Linked DNA regions of Sus scrofa: region 1 is linked to region 2. Evidence: chromatin contacts called from public Hi-C data. All regions are on one chromosome and are shown on one strand. The core of a region is the stretch at or near the end of the contact, and the rest is flanking DNA. Distances in the headings are between cores, read along the strand shown.

Region 1 (7,649 bases), core at 1,685-4,184, 520 kb before region 2:
GTGGCTCCCCTCGTGGCCAAGGACTAGACCTGAGAAAGCAGAACTCTGGAGATGGCCCTGGACCACCTCCACTCCCGAACAGAAAATGTCAGGAGCTGTTGGGAGGTCATGCGTTGTAAGGATAAAGCGCTCCAGGCCGCTAACAATTTTCATCGCCTGCAAAGGGCTACCACCCCCGTGATGTTTCACTCTCAGCCACTGGCGCGCCTCTGCTTTCTTCTGAGATGAGGCAGAGGAAAAGGCCCGTGTGCTAACCCACCGGGCACTGTCCACGACCCCAGGCACCTTTGCAAGATGTTTACGTGCGTCCTACTGAGAAAAGGAGGAAACACTCGTGTGTTTTGGCCGCCACCGACCCCTCTATAAGCTCTTTCACCATCTTGGTGCAACCTCCCCCCGCCGGCTCTCTGTCATTCTGGTCACGCTTTGATTTGATGCACACGGGGCCTCTGTAAGAGGTACTCCCTTTCTAGAATGTCTCACCGCCTTTCCGACCTTCTCTTGCTCTCACGAGATCACACCTTCTCAGGAAAGCCTTCCCTGCTCCCCAAGCAGACCTTACTCCACCCTCTCGCTCGTGCCCTTCTTGCATTGCTCTTCGCTGGACCTGCAACTTGTAGTTCTCTGTGGGACTACTGAGTAACAGCTGCCTCTCCCCAACAGCACAGGTTCTCCAATGCTATGAGAAGATCAGAACTTCATTCCTGCTCACCATTCTCAGCTCCATCACCTAAAACGGAGACAGGGAGTTCCCACTGTGGCTCAGTGGGTTAAGAACCTGACTTGGTTTCCGTGAGGATGTGGGTTTGATCCCTGGCCTCACTTGGTGGATTAAGGATCCGGCACAGACGCAAGCTGCAGTGTAGGCTGCAGATACAGCTCGGATCTGGCATGGCTGTGGCTGTGGCGCTGGCCAGCAGCTACACCTCTGATTTGACCCTAGCCTGGGTGCTTCCATATACCATGGGTGCAGCCGAAAGAAAGGAAGGAAGGAAGAAAGAAAAGACAGAAAGAAAGAAAGAGAAAACTGAGACTGTGTCACAGCACATACTCAAAAAGTTTGTTGAATGACTGAAAAAATGTGGGTGATCAAAAAGTTTGCCATCAGGCCCAGGGTTCAAATCATTCCTCTACCACTTCCTCAAGGTTTACTTCATCTCTCTGGACTTCAGTGTCTACATCTGTCAATTGAGGGTGAACCACAACTAGTATCTTGCACAGACTTAAAGGCTAACAGAGGGGCCAAGTTAAATACAGAATCCAAGCCAAGTGAATCTCACAAGGTCTCACACTGGTTTGAAGCACCTTGGCCCTAAACCCTATCTGGCACTCAATTAAGACTCTGTGGTGGACAGACCAGCAGGGTCAACAACTCATGACTTGGTTTGCCTGGGGCTTCCCCAGTTTTTGCACGCCCCCCCCCCCATCTCAGACAAACTGGGATGGACTGGTCACCCTACACCGAGATCAGGCGGCTTAGATTACGAGGTGCTGTGAAGCACAAAAGCCATGGAAGCACGTTCCCACGTGGTCTTACAGAGGAACGAAAGGAAACACACCCAAAACCTACAAAGTAAATCCCTTCAGCCAGGGGCCTCCCAGCAGACACTAGGGAAGCTGAAAACACAGGCTCTGGAGGCAGAACGCCCATGTTTATTTACTCAAATCCTAACTTGCCTCTTGAACTTCCTCACCTGTAACATAAGGATTAAAAACAGCATCGCCCTAAGAGGAGCGTGAGACTAGAATAAATAATGCACTGCAATGTGCTTAGTGCCCTGCACAGAAACACCAGATGCTATTTCCGGACTCTCTCCATTCCATTTTCCTTTTCTCTAGACAGCTCTAAGCATCTGGGTGGACTGACCTGTGTTCAGGAGTTCTGCTTGCTTAGTAGAATAAAAGGTGGGCTTTGGGAAAAACACAATCGAACCTGAATTTGCACCCCAGCTCTGCTTATTAGCTGAGTCACACTGAAGTCACTAACTGCTCTGTGTCTTAAGTTTCTCCAGCTGTAAGATGGGAAGAAAACGTGCCCTTGCTAAATTGCTGGAAGGATCAGAAATAGTCAACCGATGGCTTCTGGGCCGCCGGCCGCTCTTCCATACACTTGTTTTAGTCTGGAGGCGCAGGAGCATCGAGCGTGGAGGTCGGTGGCTCAGGCGCCCTGGGCCAGTGATCCCGGGGATGCGGGGTCCTGCCCTGCTTCTTACGGCTGTGTGACCTTGGGCAGGTGACTCCACCTCTCTGGGCCTCAGCATCGTTGCTTCCAAAGGAGGGTACCAGTAGCACCCATCCTTGGGAACTTGTGAGGGTTAAACGCGATAACCCAGGTACAGCGCCCAGCGTTACGGCCAACCGCAGTCCATCGGACCCTTCGGCTTCCCACACCGCGAGGACAAGGCCTGGGGGGCGGGAGCCCCAGACTCTCCAGGGCCATCCTCAGCACCGCCAGAGGCGGCCCGGAGTCCTCCAAGGGTCCGATCCCGGGCCACCTCGGCCCGGGACCCAAAAGCACCCCTGGGCGCCGGGCGCGGGCAGGCCTCGCCCGGGAGCCGCCCTGAGGGTCGGGAGCCTCGGCCCCGGGCCCCACGCCGTGCTTCAGAGCTGCGCACCCCCAGCACTCCGGGGCCAGCACCCCGCGGCCGAGCCCCGCCGGCCGGCCGAGCATCCCGCACCCCGAGCGCCCCACTCACCGCCTTCTTCATGGTGGCCGCCATCTTGGGACTGGACTACGGCGCGAGGCGGGGAGGGTCCGTCAAGGTGCGCCTCGGCCCCGCGCCCTCCCTCGCTCCCCGTCGGCCCAGGGCTCCCGCCAAATACAACGCGTTCTCTACATTCCTCCGACTGGGTCTCAGATCAGTGATTCCTAAGGTCTGGGACTTGGGGAGGACATGTAACCTGGAAATACTTGGTACATGCCAATTAAAGGGAAGGGCGACTCCCTGTGGGCCGACAGAAACTGGGGGGGTGTGGCGAGCGGCCGCAGCTCCAGCAGCCGGCAGCAGGGGGCGCCGAGCAAGGCGCGGCAGCGAGTGGAAAAAAGGGAAGTTCCTTTCCTTCAACTCCACAAGCCTTACAAGAAATCCACCTCCCTAAAAAAGCTAAGAACGAATGACCTTGCTAAAGACATATCCTTGCTCAGATAATTCAGATGGTACAAAGAAGGAAGTACTCCTAGTAGTTATTTAACAGCATTATTCAGCAATTACTGTGTATTCTAACGTGTGCTACCCAATTCTTAATTGTTGTTTTTTTTTTTTTCCTCAGGATCCCTCTACACTCTTAAAAATTTTTGAGGATCCCGCAAAGAACCCCTTTCCTATATTCATCGATATTTATCATGTTAGAAATTAAAACAGAATTTCAATGCCTTTATTAGTTTAAAATAATAAAAATCCTTTCCACATTAGTGTAAGGGACATTTTTAAATGACCATATTTTCCAAGGGGGCTGGGAATTGAGAAGGGCATAGTTTTACATTTTTGCAAATCTCTCTAATGTTTGGCCTAATGGAAGCTTAGATGCTCACAACTTCTGCATCCAATCTCTTGCAATATGTCGTTTAATTGACATAGATGAAGAAAATCTGATCTCGCAGATATGTAGTTAGAGAAGGGAGGCCCTCAGAGTCCGTGAAGAAATCTCCAGGACCGTAGGGGTTTGAGAATTGTTCTAGACAAGTCTCCTTTCTCAAAGTCCCAATTCTGTCTTTGGGATGTGGGGCTAACAGGGCCATATAGCACCCTCTGCCCTCCCTACCAAAGCACTTAGCCCCACGCGGCGGTGCTGCCTGTTCTGTCAGGGTGCCAGCTCCAGACTCCAAGCCCTTTGCATGAGGCCTTCCCTGTGCCCAGCTCCCAGGAGCTCAATATGTATTTGTTGAATGAAGACCTTTTTTCAGGATTAAATCTTTTCACAGGATCTGGTCCATATTGGGAGCTCCATCAATGACCCTCATTCATTTAAAAGCTCACAAACTAGCAAAATTTAAAGGCCCTGCAGAGGGAGTGAAGGGGAAACAGAACAAATAAGTGAAAATCATTATGAATGGTGCCAAGTGCATGAAGGGGGAAATAAATGAGGTGCTGAGACAGAGAGGCGCAGAAGTTGGTGGCCCGGAGGGGCTCTTTGGAAATGCTGGCTGGGGAGGGGGAAGGAGAGGAAAGGAGGGGTCTCTGAAGCCAGAAGAGGGGGCCTGGGCTGGACCAGCAGCTCGAAAAGGCTGTCTTCCTAAGTTCAGGCTTCTATACTCCTATGGTCAGGGGAGGACGGTCTGCCTAGTTCACAGCCTTCTTCCTGGGTCCTCATGTGGAGGAGAGGTCAGGGAGCTCTCTGGTGTCCTCCCCCCCTTTCCTTTTGCTCTCGATTTGCCGAAGTTCCGGCCAGGCATCCAACCCACGCCACAGCTGCAACCAGAGCCACAACGGTGACAATGCTGGATCCTTAACCTGCTGAGCCACCAGGGAACTCCTCTGGTGTCTCTTTTATAAAAGCACTAATCTCTTTCTTGAAAGCTCCGCCTTCCTGACTAGGCACCTCCCACACACCCCACTTCCTAGTACAGCCCAGGGGATTGTAGGATTCCAAGGTCTGAATTTGGGGGCCAGAGTGGGACACAAACTTGCAGACCACAGCAGATGTTATGGCTCCAGGCTGAATCTTCTGTCAGTCCTCGGCTTTCCCGTGGTCCTTACAAGACAGCTATTACTTCCTCAGGCATCACCTTGTCATCCTCGAGGTGCAAAGGCAGAGAGAGGAGGGGCCCCTTTTCTCTTACCTCCCCACTTCCGCATCACAACTCATTGTCTCCATCTCTCTCTCTCTCTCTCTTGCTTTCTCCCTCTCTCAAGGACCACATTTCCCAGAACCTCCCAATCCCCTGGCCTTTAGGTCACCTCGCAGCCGCCTCGATCACCCGCCTCAATCATTGGCTAGAGCCACAGCATTGGTGATTACATTAAACAAAGATGACTCATTCCTCCAGGCTGCAAATAAGGCCACTGAAATAGAGCACCGGGCTGGGCGTCCAAACACAAGGAAGAAGGAAGGAAGGGTTGTTGGATCAGCCGCCAACAGCACCTTCCCCTTGGGAGTTCTGTGGCATCAAGTGGGGCTGTTCACAAGGGCTGGGTCAGCCTGGGGCTGGGCAGAGCCTTAAGCGATGGGAGAGTCTCTTTTCAGCCAGACTGAGGGTCAGTGGGCAGACCCCGCACCCTTGGTGCTGACCTGGCTCGCTCAGGTTTTGGAAGTCTTCCTTCTCACTCCCTTTCCCGCCACCCCCGTCCTTCTTGGCTGCCCAGCCCACAGTGTCCTTTGAGCTAATCTCTCTCCCTGCAGTAAAACCAGTTCTGCAGGACTTTGGGAGTTCCCATTGTGGCTCAGCAGTAACCAACCCGACAGGTATCATGAGGACTCGGGTTCAATCCCTGGCTTCGCTCGATGGGTGAAGGATCCAGTGTTGCTGTGAGCTGTGGTGTGGGTTGCAGACACAGCTCAGACCCCATGTTGCTGAGGCTGAGGTGTAGACTGGCAGTTGCAGCTCCAATTCAACCCCTAGCCTGGGAACCTCCATATGCCGCAGGTGCCTCCCTATAAAAAGGGGCGGGGGGAGGGCTTTGAAATCTACTAAGCATCCTCTCTTTCCTTAATATTGAATACTTCCAAGCTTTGCTTTTGTTTTCTTTTTTTTTTTTTTTTTTTCCCTCCAGCTTGAGACTGTGCCGAAGGAAGGAAGGAAGGAGGGAGGGAAGGAAGGAAGGAAGGAAGGAAGGAGCCTGGGGAACAAATCAAACAATTGGAGACTGCAGGTCAGGAAGGAAAATCATTGCTAAGCACCTGAAGATACTATCCCCAAGGAACTAAAGGATGGGCTCCCTTATGCCTGGCTGCCCACTGACTGGATACAAGACATGGGTTGTTTGTTTTGTTTTTGGTGGTGGTGGTTTTGATCCATACAGTATTTTTAAAAAATTGAACCAACATTCAAAATTTAGGAGACGTCACTCAACAGCATGAGAGTTTTTATTTTGCTTGTAAAAATCAGTGTCCTGGGGACCTTCAGCCTGCATTCCTGCAGGCCGGTAGCTGCTGGTGCTGATGAGACACGGCCCACTTAGCTCTCAGCCCGTCTCCAGGGCCCCCACAGGTCCCCACCTGCCCCAGCTGTGTGCGTCACCTGTCAGGCCCTGCATGTATAGAAACTTGGTCACCCTCAGGCTTCTGTTCTCACAGATCTAAATGAGGAGGGTTGTGTGTGCATTTGTTAGAGATCCGTTCCATGCTAGATGCTATTGCAAAAAACAGCAAGGTGCATTATCCAAGGGGCTTCGCCTCAGAGAGCGCACCTGACATCCCCCAAGTCAGAGCACCTGGAGCTGCCGCCTCAAGACCAGCACTGAGGGGTCCTGGGAGGAAGGGTTTGTGTCCTGATAAAGCTTCTGGAACCCACGCCTGTTGACTCCATCAGGAAGGGCGGGTGCTAGGCAGGAGGGCTACAGAACTGAAAAAACAGACAAAATTCCCCGTTCTTGTGCAGCTTACATGCTAGTGATGCGAGAAGACTATACTCAAAATATATAACTGTATTACTCAGTATGTTAGAAGGTAAGTGTTACTAATATGTGGTTTTCACCGCTATAACAGGAACATGTAAAATAATAATAAAAGACTCTAACTATCAGTATGAAAACTCCATGAGCAAGACACAAGGATAGAAATGGCCAGGATGTTGGGGTGGGGAGTGGGGAGGGGGTGGATTCTTATTTGAACTGACAGGAAAGCTACGAAATTGTCCAGACAAGCCTCAGCTGAATTTAGATTCTGTCACAAGCGATCATGAGCTCATTTCATAGCAATATGCGCAGGAGAGCCCTCCAAACCCAGCAACTCCTGTGCCAGGCCTCCGATTCAAAGACATCAAAGGGATGTCTTAATGGGATCACCCGCCCACGGGGGACGGGGGGAGAGGCAAGAGGCGTGAGAGCAGAGAGGAGCCCCCCGCCCCGCCCCGTTACCACGTGGTAATTTAGTCATCGCCTGCAGGGGGCGCCCGAGGACCTTGGTTGTTTTCCCCAGACGCGGGTCCCCTGCGGTCACTGTATGCCAAAATACCAACAGAGCTAATTTTTTAACTAAAAAAAAAAAGTCTGTCTTTAAAATTTAGAATAAATATATTTTAAAAGGGCATTTAAACGTCTCTGACTTAAAAGTGAAAACCGATTCGTATCCATGAGGATGCGGTTCCATCCCTGGCCTCGCTCAGTGGGTTAAGGATGCAGTGTTACCTTGAGCGGTGGTGTAGCGGCTGGGATCCCGCATTGCTGTGGCTGTGGCGTGGGCCGGCACCTGCGGCTCCAATTTGATTCCTAGCCTGGGAACCTCCATTTGCCGTGGGGTGAGGCCCTAAAAAGTCAAAGGAGGGAGGGGAAGAGGAGGGAGGAAGACCAGTTTCACTTGCAAAAGGAGCAGATCTTAAGCAAAGCTCCACTCCAGGAGGCCTCTGAAGACTGAGACTTGATCAAAGGGTGGAAGCTAACAGGCAAAAGGGATCTAGGCATCTCCGTTGCTGGGCCCCACTTCCTTGGAGAGGAGAGAAGCCCTTTCTCCCCGGCTCCCACTGTGGAGGGCGTGGCAGCAGGTCCCAGCCC
Region 2 (7,757 bases), core at 5,149-7,648:
CGAGCATTGCATCAACCATCACCGAGAGCCTATCGCTACTACTAGAATCAAAAACGAGCCCTCGCCTGTGTCTTTACAAGGTCCTGCCTTATTTCCCTGCTCCTCTGTCTGTACTCGCTGGGCCCCATGCACTGCCTCCCGGCAGTGCTTTTGCCAGGCCAGGGTGTCTCCTGCTCTGAGCCTTCCTACCTTCTGCTGCCCTTCCTAGGAAGCCTTGCCACCCAGCTTCCTGGAGGAAGCTGTCCCCTCTAGAAGATAAGCTCCAATGGGGAGAGACCTTTGCTGACTGTAGGGTCTTGCTCCTGCCCCTAGAAAATGCCAGGCCCTGCAACGCTCTGGCCTTAGGAGCTTTACGCGGTGTGTCTCAATTCTCCTGAGTCTTAGATAAATAGAAATATTATTTCTATCAACAATATATATTTCCTCCAGCTTTATTGAAAGAGGAGTAACATCATATATTGTATAAGTGTAAGTGTGCAAGGTAGTTTGATATATAATATATATTTTTTGAAATATATTGAGTCGATCATGGATCAGTTTTGAGAGCATGTATCACCTCATATAGTTACAGATTTTTTTTTCCTTGTGATGAGAATTTTCAGGATCCACTTTCTTTTTTTCTTTTCTTTCTTTTTTTTTTGTTTTTGAGGGGGTGGGCTGTGGCCCCCAGCATGTGGAAGTTCCAGGCCAGGGATTGATGATGGATCCTTACGCGCTGCGCCACGAGGAAACTTTTTTTTTTTTTTAATATCTCCATAAGTTTTTTTTTTCCTTTAATCTCAACAAGGTTTTTTTGTTTTTTTTTTAATTTTTTTGGAAACTTCTTATAATGACTTCTTAAAATTATTTTTTATTTTATTTTTGTTTTGCTTTTTATGGCTGTACCTGCTGCATATGGAAGTTCCCAGGCTAGGGGTCAAATCGGAGCTATAGCCGCTGGCCTACACCACAGCCCCAGCAGTGGGGAATCCGATATGTGTCTTCAACCCACACCACAGCTCACGGCAAGGCCCTATCCCCAACCCATGGAGTGAGGCGAGGGATTGAACCCGCATCCTCATGGATACTAGTCAAATTTGTTTCCCCTGCACCACAACAGGAAGTCCCCTATGATAATTTTAAATGGAGTATCATCTATAAAAACTTTGAATCACTCTATTGTACACCTGAAACACATCATGTTATGAATCAACTATACTTCAGTTTAAAAAATTAAAAAGACAAAAAAAAAATTAAAAAGATTTACTTTTTTCACACCAGGTGATGACTCAAGACTTGAAGCCCATAGAGGTTAAATAGTGCTGTAGGATTAATGCAGCGGGCAAGGGGCTGGAGCAGGAATATTTGAGCCCAGTATTGGCTCATTGGAGAGGAGACCTTCTAGCACCTTTTCAGAGGGCCCCGCCCAGAGAGCCTGGGAGTTTAAACCTTTCAGGACGAGCAGAAGCTGTTTTCCTACAAGAGCGGGGAGTGAGAAGGAGGCAAGGCAAGCACAGGGCTGATGCCTCTGGGTCAGAGAGAAGTCCCCATGGCTGAAGCTTCAAACCCAAGGGACGGGCTTGCCAAGACTTGAGGCTGGAGAGTTAGGCAGGGGCCAGATCGACTGGGTTGGCAGGCCAGCTCTGAAGTTTGTTCCTTTTTCCTGAGGCAATAGGAAGCCATTAAGCAGGGCGGTGACACGATCTGATTTATACCATAAAAGATCTCTTGGGCTATGGGTGGAGAACATATTAAGGGAAACCTAGAGAGGAAGAAGCTTGGAGACACCTGGCCTACTCTGTGTTTGGAGAAGAGAGGGAGCAAACGTGGTGCCCCGAAGTAGCCTCGTTAGAGAAGAAGGTGAGCGGGCACACTTGAGATACATTAGGATAGAAATTATAGGGCCTGCTGATGGATTAAGGATGTGTGTGGTGGTGGGGGGGAGTGGAGATGAAATATCAGAATATCATAGTTTGACTTCCAGGTTCTGGCTTAAGCGGGTGGGTGGAAGATAGTTCCATTTATTGAGATGATGATGAAACCTGGATTTCAGTAGATATTAGTTACCGTCCTCTGCCGCCCCTCCCCCACTTCCCCCGTTGCAATATTGGCTGAGCACAGAGGCTTTAAAGAAGTGCTCCAAGCGTTTAAGTGCCCCGTGGGATTTATCTTTTTTTCCAGTTTTCTTGTGATATAATCAAGGCACCTGGCACAGGCACGGTATGAGGTTCAGTGTTCAGCATGGTGATTTGATTACACATCATGAAATGATTACCCGGCTAAGCTGAGTGAACATCCATCATCTCACATACTTACGAAATGAAAAAAAAAAATTCTTTTTTTCCCTTGGGATGAGAACTCAGGATATCTTTCCTCTTAACTTTCACATATGACATACGGAAGTGTTCATTACAGTAATCACATTGCATATTTCATCCCTAGGACTTATTTATATATATATATTTAATTGAGATATAGTTGATGTACATTATATAAGTTTCAGGTGTATATTATTATGATTCATAATTTTTAAAGGTCCATTTACAGTGATTATAAAATATTGGCTATAGCCCCTGTGCTGTACAATACATCCTTGTGGCTCATTTCTTTTATACGCACACCAGTTTGTGCCTCTTAATCCCCCACCATCTTAGCTCCACCCCTTCCCCCCCCTTGTAACCACGAGTTGGTTCTCTATATCTGTAAGTGTTTCTTGTTCATTATATTGCCTAGTTTGTTTTATTTGAGACCCAAGTCATTTAAAAAAAAAAAAAAACAAAACCTTTACACTTACATTTTGACTGGAGTCAACCTTGGAAAACCCATCCAGGATATTGGAGGAAGATGCCAATAAGTTGTGCTGGTAAAGGGGGGGCAGGGAGGGCACTCACCAAACTTGCCAATGGGACAGATACAGTCAAGTGAGCCTTCATCCAAACCTCTATTTATATTGAGCCTTATTCTTGGCCCCTCCCTTTTTTGGTTTGCTTATAAAAACCAGCAATCACATCTCTTCCAGTATTGTTCCGAGCCAGGTGGACCAGCCAACTCAGGGAGAGAGAAGTGTCTCCAGGCTTCAGACCCTGCCTCCACTTCTGAAAGGTAATTTCTGCTCTTTATTTTTATCGTGTATTACTATGATGTTTTATAGGGCGTTTAAATTTGTGACATGACTTGAGTGGGGTCAGGAAACTTGCTAGAAAAGAGAGAAGTTTGGTGTTCCCTGGAGTCGTTGCTGTTCCCTACCTCATTCAGGGCATTCAGTCCCATGAAAAGAGCTGCCCCGGTTTCCTTCTCAAATGTCCTTTGTAGTTTGCAAAGCTGGCAGGTTTGCCCAACTTTTTCATTTTCTTTTCCTGCTAACTCCTCACTGCAGTTTTTCAGGTTTTCCTGCTCTGAACACTGAATTCTTTTAGGTCTGTGTTGGCTCCATTTCAGCTCCAGGGATTTACATACAGTTTCCAAATCGAATAGTTCCACAGTAAGATAAATACTTGAGAAATAAGAAGATCATACCGGCATTTTCTTCTAATTAAGGCTGTCTCAAAAGATGATTCCAGTGAATGTTAAATATAGCAAATTAGAAGGTTTTTTTTTTTTTTTTTTGGTTTTGTTATTAGATCTGAGACTGCAGTGGCAGGCAGGAGCTGGGGAGAAAATTAGAAGTTAGCTAAAGGCAGAGGTCTCCTATCACTAGGATTAAATCAGAGCCAATGGCGCGATTTTATAAGCATACACTGGGTAACATATCTTAAGGAGGGCCGGTCTGTTTGGATAATTGTGAAATATGAGGTGTAGCTGATGTTTGTTGCATTACAAAGCGATGAAGTGGGGTCTTTCGTCCTCTCCCCGGATAACGTGTGCAGAGCATCAGCTCCCACTTGAAGGGACATTTCTAGTTCCATTGTTTGTGTTGCCTGCGTCTCAGCAGCACCTGACTCTAGAGATAGTCTAGATGGGGGCGGGGGGAGGGGAGACGTGGGGGGGGGGGCGATGGCAAAACAGGATTACGCGAGGGCGGAGCTAAGTATATGGAGATCAACGTTCGATTTTCATTTCATACTAACGAGTTCTTAGCTTTACTACGAAACCAAATGCTCCTAGTGTCCTCCTGTTGCTTTTGGAGTTTCCATTCTTAGTTGTTTTAACTAGACATACTTTCCAAATAAATCTTAAGTGTGAGTCTCCACCTTCTAAGAGGCGAATGTGTCGCACAGACGCCCGAACCGCGCATTCAGATCACTCTACGTCCATTTAAAAACACAGTTTGTGTTTGCAACCCAGGACTCAGCCACTGGCAGAATTTTGCAACGACTTCCCAGTTTTGTTGGCACGTCTCCAGGAATAAGGTTCTTTGTAATTCTTTGCTCAAACATAAGGATCGCCTATAAAACTCTTAGCAGATAGATCAATTCATACAATTATCTTTCAATTTTAAAAGCTACAACATAATGTGTTTGTTTTGTTTTGTTTTTGTTTTTGTTTGTTTTTGCTGGGCGCGCGGGGGGGGGGGGCGGGTGGCAGAGAAGAGAGGAGAAACAGTTACTAACAAACCATAGGATGCTATTATGCTCACAAAGTGGTAGCTCTGTGAAGGCATAGGGAAAAGCACCCCCCCCCTTTTTTGCTCAGAAAATAATTCAGTAGCAACAAGGTCTGAGAACCAGGAGCCTCATTGTTCTTAGTGAAACGATTATTTGTCAAAACATTTGATTGTTTCCCTATTTCTACTGAAAAGTTTGGACTGTTCTTTTTGCTCTATTTTTGACACTAGGATTTTTAACTATCGGTGCTATTGTGTTTACAGCATTCAAGGTTTCAGAGTTCAAAGGTTATCCATTAACATGTAGAGTGAGGCTGCACTAAGTGAAGACTCAATTTGGTTTCACTTGTTCATAGTTTCTTTGTTTTACAGCAATGCCAGAAGTCATTTGTTTCGATAAGTTAAATGAAGTTTCTTGTTGAGGAAGAGTGTGTCTTTGGACTGTTTTTGGGCTGTGACTATTGATAAGGCTTTAAAAAATATATTAAAGAAAGATGTTCATCTTCCCTGAGAAAAGAACTCTGGTACTAGAAACGATCAATATTAGTATACTTGAGTGGAAAAAAAAAAGAGTTCTGGCCTAAGAGTCTACTTCTGGCCCTGCTAATTAATGGTGAGAAGTAGTTGGTGTGCTTCCTTTTTAACAAAGACTAACCAGACCATATGTGGGGTTAGGAGTTATACATAAAATGACAGCAAAAACATCACACTTGGCAAATTCTTCCCCTTTGCTAAGAAACTGTCCCCTAAACTCCATTTCTTATTTATTAAGGATTGCATTGCTCACCAGCAGAGCATTTATGTAGGGCTTTTTTGGGTCCCGACTTATTAAAATATATGCTTTAAGTGCCTGTCTTGATATATTTTAAGATTTCCCCTTTTGGATACACTGAAGGCCAATACAAAAAAAAAAAAAAAGAAAAACAAAGAACCCAAAAAACTTCGCTATTTTGTTTGTGGTGACTTGCATAGCTCCCTTTTGTGTTTGTATCTTGGGACAGAGAATTTGGTGGATGTGACTGTTACTTCTGTGGTTCCTCCTAGGGGCTTATTTAAATGGGGTAATATCACTGGCCTTCGGAATCATAACTTTTTCTTTTTTCGTGAGCAAATAAAAAAATGGCTGGGAAACGCTTTACGTGAAGAGGGGAAAAGCTAGTTTTTGTTGTTGTTTTTGTCCCTAGTTTAAAGCCTGGTTTCATCCACGTGGATTTCTATCAAAGCCAAGTGGATTCCTGGAACCTAGGCCAAGTTTAGAAATCTCAAGTTTTTACAGCAGCGCAAGCCCTGCCCTTTTAGAAAACCAGCAACCAGGCATTAAAGGATGCCTTAATGAAGATACTAATTTAAAAATATTTTAATCATCTTTATTCATCGACCTTTCTCATGCTTGAAGAAAATCCGAAAAAATATTGTTTGTGCACAGCTGTCTCCTCACCTACCCAAATAAGTGTAAACGCTTTTCGCCTATTAGTAATACCGGATGACCCAGGAGTTCGGGCAACCAGCCCCTCCCCTCGCCCGGGCACACCTTGCAAGGGAGGGGGAAGCGGAGAGGCAGAGGCCTGGAACTGCGCCTGCGCACTGCCTTCGTGGGCCCCCTCCCCGCATACCTGTCACTGGAACTGCCGGGCGCGCGCCGGCCACGTTAAGCCGGATGGCGGGAGGCGGGGGTGTAGGGGCGGTGAAAGGCGCGCGCGTGCGCGGGAGTCGCAGGGCGAGAACAGGGAGTGCGCGCGCTCCTCGGCTCGCCCGCGTTCCGGAGGCGGAGTCCTCGGCGGTGGGCGGGGCAGGGGCGCGCCTGCGCAGATCACGTGGGTGAGGGGCGGGCCCGAGGGCGGGGCGGCCGGTGAAGGCAGGAGGCGGGGCGTCTCCGAGCTGCCGGGCCGAGGGAGGGCGCAACAGCTGCTCCCTGAGCACTTTCTGACCCAACAGTCCCCCTGCGCCGGACGCGCCGCGCCCCGGCGGCTCTAGGGACCCCCCGCGCCTGCACTGTCCCCGCGCGGACGAGTAGGGGGCGCCCGCGCCTTTGCCCCCCGTGAGCACCCCCCGCCCCGCTCACCTTAGCCCCGCGCCCGAGGTGAGCCCGGCCCCCAAATCTTCCGGGCGGGGGTGGGGTGGGGGTGGGGGCGCTGCTTTTGGGGGGGTCTTCAAGGAGTGAGGCGCTGAGGCGCCCTGAGGGATAGCCTCGCCCCTCGCCCAGTGGCCCCCTGCCTCTTTTGGGGGCCGGTGCGGGCGCGGAATCCGGGAGGTGTCCGCACAAAAGGCCGAGAGAAACTCCCCGTCGCCTCCCCTCCCTCCTGCCTTCCCCGCCCCCTCCCCTCCTCGCCTGCTCCCTCCTCATTCAAACCTCGGCTCGCTCGTGTGGTGTCAGTTCAGTCCCGGCCGCCGCCGAGCGAGGAAATGGCCGAGGAGCCGGAGCCGCAGGTAAAGGGGGCGCGCCCCCCCGCCCGCGCGGGGCCTTGGGGGGCGCCTCGCCCTCGCCCCTCCGGCGTCCCCCGAGCCCGCCCTCGAGTCTCCGGTGCTCGTTATCTCGCCCCCCTCCCCAGATTGTCTGCCCGCCCCGCCCGCCCCCCCATCCCCACTCTCTATTCGGCTCCTCTCGGGCGCCCCCTCCCCATCCGGCTTCTGAGCATTTCCACCGGAGAGAAGGTGTCGGGCGAGCCCCCGGTGTGTACTGTGTTTGACCATCACACTCACTCATGGAACCAGTCAAGATGGCTTGGGGGCGGGGGAGTCCCCCCCCCTTCCCTAGGTCGGGAGAGAGGGGCCCGCCGGAGGGGGCCCGGGGGCTGCGTGGGTGGCTGGGTGGGGGGCTGTTCCTGAAAAGTTGGGTGGCTCCGCCGGCAGGTCTCCGCGTTTGCCCTCTCGGCCGTGGGGGGCGGGCGGAAGGGAGCGGGCCGGCGCGGGGACCCCTGCGATGGCCCGGGAGGGGCCCGGGCAAGTTGGAAACAGCCAAAACAATGCGTCCTAACAGGCGTCCCCCGCAAACAATGGCCGGGACCGTCCGCACGGGCCGGGCGGAGGGCGCGTCTATAGGGGCCGAGGGAGGGGGCTTGGCCTCGCCGCGGACCCCGACGCGCACCCCAGCCAGCCCCCCAGGTTCCCCTAAATCCGTCCCCGGGAGTCCTGATCCTCTGCCCATCCCTGAGCAGGCGGTGCACCGGGCTGCGTTTCCTGGGTGTGTGTGTGATAAGGTTTTTTTTTTTTTTTTTAATTTTAAAAGATTTTTTTA

What was found. Hi-C and Micro-C count contacts between places; a contact is called where the count stands out from the background.
Region 1: a contact with region 2 is called in a Hi-C map of embryonic fibroblasts, with 4 times the contacts expected there. The contact joins the promoter of PFDN4 here to the promoter of ZNF217 in region 2. A contact is called at or near these places in 2 of 5 promoter capture datasets (fetal liver and liver), 4 of 47 Hi-C or Micro-C datasets (embryonic fibroblasts, epiblast stem cells, fibroblasts and 1 more) and 1 of 2 datasets of contacts at active chromatin or transcription factors (alveolar macrophages).

Annotation. Positions count from the first base shown.
Region 1 is chr17:55,151,057-55,158,705 of Sscrofa11.1, reverse strand. PFDN4 (prefoldin subunit 4) reads right to left here and starts at 2,934. Exons shown (of 4, transcript NM_001123160.1): 1 at 2,697-2,934. The coding sequence starts at 2,720.
Region 2 is chr17:54,630,396-54,638,152 of Sscrofa11.1, reverse strand. It overlaps ZNF217 (zinc finger protein 217), which reads left to right and starts at 6,398. Exons shown (of 6, transcript NM_001123217.1): 1 at 6,398-6,602.